Linked DNA regions of Sus scrofa: region 2 is linked to region 1. The links are chromatin contacts, called in public HiChIP or PLAC-seq maps. All regions are on one chromosome and are shown on one strand. The core of a region is the stretch at or near the end of the contact, and the rest is flanking DNA. Distances in the headings are between cores, read along the strand shown.

The links. HiChIP or PLAC-seq counts read pairs in DNA pulled down with a chosen protein or histone mark.
Region 2: an H3K27ac HiChIP or PLAC-seq map of alveolar macrophages shows a contact between it and region 1. The contact joins the enhancer-like site here to the promoter of MAFB in region 1. A contact is called at or near these places in 11 of 47 Hi-C or Micro-C datasets (alveolar macrophages, embryonic fibroblasts, epiblast stem cells and 6 more) and 1 of 2 datasets of contacts at active chromatin or transcription factors (alveolar macrophages).

What each region holds. Positions count from the first base shown.
Region 1 is chr17:43,410,419-43,413,072 of Sscrofa11.1, reverse strand. It overlaps MAFB (transcription factor MafB), which reads left to right and starts at 1,291. Exons shown (of 1, transcript XM_013985377.2): 1 at 1,291-2,654. The coding sequence starts at 1,714.
Region 2 is chr17:43,624,656-43,627,309 of Sscrofa11.1, reverse strand. No RefSeq gene overlaps it. Among named protein-coding and RNA genes, the nearest start is that of TOP1, 84 kb to the left of the region's middle. Within about 2 kb of position 1,344, at least 15 of the 83 cell types and tissues checked have an H3K27ac peak or open chromatin away from gene starts, as enhancers often do. A contact at or near this core is called in alveolar macrophages and embryonic fibroblasts, where this site is marked.

The sequences.
Region 1 (2,654 bases), core at 42-2,541:
GCGCTTAGCGGAGGTTTCTCATTGCACAGCTCTGGGGCCCCTGGCTGGAGCATTTCCTCTTTCGGCCCTCGGCCTAACTCTGCCTAGGAGTTTCCAGCTCAAGGAGCTGCCGCCGGGCATCTCCCCACCCCCGCCCCCACCCCCAGCTGGGGCACAGAGTTCCATGGGGGACATCAGCGCGGAAATCGCGACTGAGTCCGAGAACCGAACCGAGAACCTGTGCGTGGCCCCAGAGGAACCTGTCCTGAGCTCCGGTGCGCACACAGCCTACTTTCTGGGCCAGGTTGAATTGGGCGTGTTGGGGAGACCCAGTTGGGTCTCAGGCGTCGGCCGAGCCTTTCTGCTGCGGGTCCCGCGGTTCAGCGCGCCTTTGCGCGAAGTGGCCACTTGGGGTCGCACTTTATGCCTGTTTGAGCCTCTCCACCTTGGGCTGACGCCGGGATCTGCTTAATCGTTACAAAACGTTCAAACAAAAACAGGGCCGGATTCGCAGCAGCCAAGAGCCACCCGGAGCACCGTCCTGGGCTGGCCTCAGCCCCCAGCCTCGGCGAATTCAGGGTTCCGTGCATTTGCCTGGGAGAGGGCTTCTGAGCCTTTGGGCCGATTCCTTCCCAGCTCCCTTCATCTTGTGCATTTGTGGGTGGGGTGAGCAGGGAGCTGCGCGGCCAGCGGAGTTCTAAATCCGGGCCCGGGCACTGCACCCTCCAGGAGGGGGGCAGACCCTGCTTGGCCCGAGGAGGTTAAGAGTTGGATCTGAACACAACTCTTGGAGCCCCGACCTCGCCCCCCCACCCCACCCCGCAACACACAAACGCGAGCAGATCTGTAGAAACACAGCCTTGCACCGCATACACCGGCCCGAGACCCAGCGGCACACGGAGCGTCCCCCACTGGGCGGGGGACGCTAGGGAACAATGGGCCAGAGAGGTGCCATCCCGGCGCTCATTCTGAGCCTCCTGGGGGTTGATATGGGCTGGTGGGAGGGGAGGGGGCACAAGGGTAAAGAAGGAGGAGAGCGCGCGAAGGGGTGGATAAGGTGGGGGGGGGGCACCGAAGAGCTGGCGGAGACCAGGACTCCGAGGGGGTGGGGGCTGGGCCCGGGCCGGCGGTCCCACTTGGCTCCAGCCCTCCGCCAGGCCTCAGCGGCTCTTCGGCTGCTCGCGCCGCCAGTCAGCTGACACTGGGGGCGGAGGAGCTGTCAGGCGCGCCCCGCCCTGCGCCGCCGGGCCGTGGGGCCCGTGCAGCCATTGGCCAGCGCTCTGGGCCGCCCGGGCCCCCGCGCCCCAGTGACATCAGGGAGGCGATAAAAGGCAGTGGCGGCGCCGGATCCCGCACAGCTGCACCGCCGGGCTGCGAGCGGCTGCGATCGAGAGAGACCAACAGCAAGAGAGCTAGAGAGCGAGCCGCGGGCGCTCGCCCGGCGCCTCCCCTCGGTTCAGCCCCCGCGTCCCGCTCGCTTCTCCACCCCTCCCAGGCCGTCCCGGCCCCGGCGCGGCCACATCCCTGAGCTCTGGGGCGGCGCAGGCAGCCTCGGGACTCTCCGGCGCGCCGCCGCGTCCCCAGACAAAGGCTTGGCCGGCGGCCCCGGCCCGCTGAGCCCTCGGCTCCCCGCCTCCCGGGCTCGCCGCTCTTCGCCCCCGCTCCCGGCTCGGCGCGTCCCGGCCGGTCGCAAAGTTTCCCGGGCGGCAGCGGCGACTGCGCCTCGCGTGAGCGATGGCCGCGGAGCTGAGCATGGGGCCCGAGCTGCCCACCAGCCCGCTGGCCATGGAGTACGTCAACGACTTCGACCTGCTCAAGTTCGACGTAAAGAAGGAGCCGCTGGGGCGCGCGGAGCGCCCGGGCCGGCCCTGCACGCGCCTGCAGCCAGCTGGCTCGGTGTCGTCTACACCTCTCAGCACGCCGTGCAGCTCGGTGCCCTCGTCGCCCAGCTTCAGCCCCACCGAACAGAAGACCCACCTCGAGGACCTGTACTGGATGGCGAGCAACTACCAGCAGATGAACCCCGAGGCGCTCAACCTGACGCCCGAAGACGCGGTGGAGGCGCTCATCGGCTCGCACCCAGTGCCACAGCCGTTGCAGAGCTTCGACGGCTTCCGAGGCGCGCACCACCACCATCACCACCACCACCCACACCCGCACCACGCTTACCCGGGCGCCGGTGTGGCCCACGACGAGCTGGGCCCGCACGCGCATCCACACCATCACCATCATCACCAAGCATCGCCACCGCCGTCCAGCGCGGCCAGCCCCGCGCAGCAGCTGCCCACCAGCCATCCCGGGCCTGGGCCGCACGCGGCGGCCACCGCGACGGCGGCTGGCGGTAGCGGCAGCGTGGAGGACCGCTTCTCTGACGACCAGCTCGTGTCCATGTCCGTGCGCGAGCTGAACCGCCACCTGCGGGGCTTCACCAAGGACGAGGTGATCCGCCTGAAGCAGAAGCGGCGGACCCTGAAGAACCGGGGCTACGCCCAGTCGTGCAGGTATAAACGCGTCCAGCAGAAGCACCACCTGGAGAATGAGAAGACACAGCTCATTCAGCAGGTGGAGCAGCTTAAGCAGGAGGTGTCCCGGCTGGCCCGCGAAAGAGACGCCTACAAGGTCAAGTGTGAGAAACTCGCCAACTCCGGCTTCAGGGAGGCGGGCTCCACCAGCGA
Region 2 (2,654 bases), core at 95-2,594, 210 kb before region 1:
ACACAGAAAACAGCAGGTGCAAAGGTCCTGGGGTATGATGACTTTAGGAGAAGTGAGAAGTTCCGTGTGCTTTGAGAGGAATGGCTCCAGTGGCAGCATGTTAAGAAATGAAGGGAAATAGGCTAAAGTCAAACCATGAAGGGTCTTGGGTGTCAGGCCAAGAGGTTTGATTCTTGAAGAAGGGGAACTCACAGAGGCTTTAAAAAATTATTATTCATCAGTTAGAATGGGTTATACATATATACACACCGCAAACCAAACTGTGAACAAGATAAACAGTGAGGAATCAACCTCCTTTCCAATTTGCTCCCAGCCCCAGAGCCCTTTTCTCTCTACAGATCCAAGTGGTGCAAAATTGTCATCTTTCCAGGGGGATCCTCTGCATATATCAGTGAAGATGTCTGTGTGTCTGTATCCTTAAAAACCCCTCAAGAATAGCAGCATTCTAATCACACTGTTCAGCACTTTGCTTTTTTTCCACTTAACAATATATCTTGGAGATTGTTTCATATCCGTACATAAAGAGCTGCCTCATTCTTTTTTAACAGCTGTAAAGATCTCCAGTGTATGGATGTGCAGCAATTTATTTAAGCAGTCCCTCGTTGATGGACATTCAGGCTGTTTCCAATCTTCTGTTATTATAAACCACGCTGCAGTGAATAGCCTTGTACATCCCACTCTGCATACATATATGCAAGCATGTCTGTGGAATACATCCTAGAGCAGTAGGATTTATGGGTCAATGGGTACGTGCCCCAAACGTTTTGATGGAGTGTGCCAAACTGCCATCCATGGAGACTGTGCCAATTTACTCTCTCACCAGCCTTTTGCATTTTGACCTTTGTCCATCCAATAGGTAAAAACACGGTATCTCCTTGTGGGATTTTTTTTTTTTTTTGGCTTTTTAGGGTCACACCGCAGCCTATGGAGGTTCCCAGGCTAAGGGTCAAATCAAAGCTGCAGCTGCTGCCCTACACCACAGTCACAGCAATGCGGGATCCGAGCCAAGTCTGTGACCTATACCACAGCTCACAGCAAGGCTGGATCCTTAACCCACTGAGCAAAGCCAGGGATCAAGCCCAAATCCTCATGGATCCTAGTCGGGTTTGTTAACTGCTGAGCCATTAAGGAACTCCTCTCTTTGTGGTTTTCATCTGCATTTACCTTTTATTAAGACTAAGGTTGAGTATCTTTTTGTATACTCAGGCTGAATTTCCTAATCTGAGAACTGCTTGTTCATATCCTTTGCCCATTTTTTATTGGCCTTTTTTTTCTTATTGATTGTTAGGACATTGGTGTAGTGGTGTAACTCTTGCCTGCTGGTAAATTTCCTCCAGCCTCTGATGCACCCTGGTGGTTGTGCTGTGTGCCGGCAAATATTTCTTCTCTGAGCTGAGGGGTGGAGCTTTGGAGAATGGGGATTCTTCTTAGCTCTTTCATGGAGTCATGACTAATGGGGTAGAGCAATTCTGCTTCTTGGCAGAGGAGAAAACGCTTCCAGAAATCTCTGACGGGGGCAGAGCCCCTTCTCTCTGCTCTCCACCAACTCTTTCCTTTTCTCCCTGGCTCAATACTGCCCTTCCTCCCCACGTCTCAGGAGTCCTCTCTGCTCAGCTTCCCCTTTCCTAATATTAGCATAGGCACAGCCCTGCCCCTTCCCCCACCCCGGCCCCCGTCACAGGCAGTGATTATATAGCAAATTAACCACAAGCTGTTCTGTCCTCGTCCAGTGGCAGTTGGGGAGATGCTACTCTGAGTAATGACTTGTGTGGTTGATGCTCTCATCTGTAATTTGCGTGTGCAATAAATGCAGGAATAAAACCCCGATCCATATGAAAAAGGGACCAAGTAGAAGGAGAGGGGGTGGGGGGAAGAAATCATGAATTTTGTGGACTGCATCTTACAGTCTGGCTTCAATTTCCTCTTGAGTAATGCAGTCATTGCCTACATGTGATTGATGGCTGTGTTTGCCTAAAGGAAGGAGGCAGGCAGAGGGAGAGGCAGAGAGCAGGGCTTGACTCCCACCGTCTCCAAGTTTGTCTTTGAGAGTGGAACAGGTATTCTCTAAGCCTCAGTTTCCTCATCTATCAAATGGGGATAATAATAATAATATTGCTCTCCAATCAGGTGTGAAAGACCCTGGATTTCTGAACGTGGTGAATCTGTAGCAAATGTTCATTTTCTCCTCTCTTTCCCGTCTCTCCATCATATTAGGTGGGGGTTTTAAAATTAAACTTCTAATTTTGAGATAATTATTGATTCATACGCAGTTGTAAGAAGTCATAAAAAGAGTTTCTGAGTGTCCTTTCCCCATACTCCTCCAGTGACGACACCTTGTAAAACTATAGTACAATGTCACAACCAGGATGTTGACAGATAAAAATCACAGATCTTACTAATATTTCCCCACTTGTACTTGTATATGAGTGTACGTTTAGTTCTGTTTTTTGCCTCTTTTTTTTTTTTGGCAGAAACTGACAAAGTGATCTTAAAACTGTGTATGAAAGTGCAAAAAGTACTGTAAATTAGGGGAATGGATGGAAGAGTGGTGCCACACTCAGTCCTAAGAAACAGAGGAGGTCACAGAGTTCCCGCCACGGCTCAGTGGTTAACGAACCCGACTAGCATCCATGAGGACTCAGGTTCAATCCCTG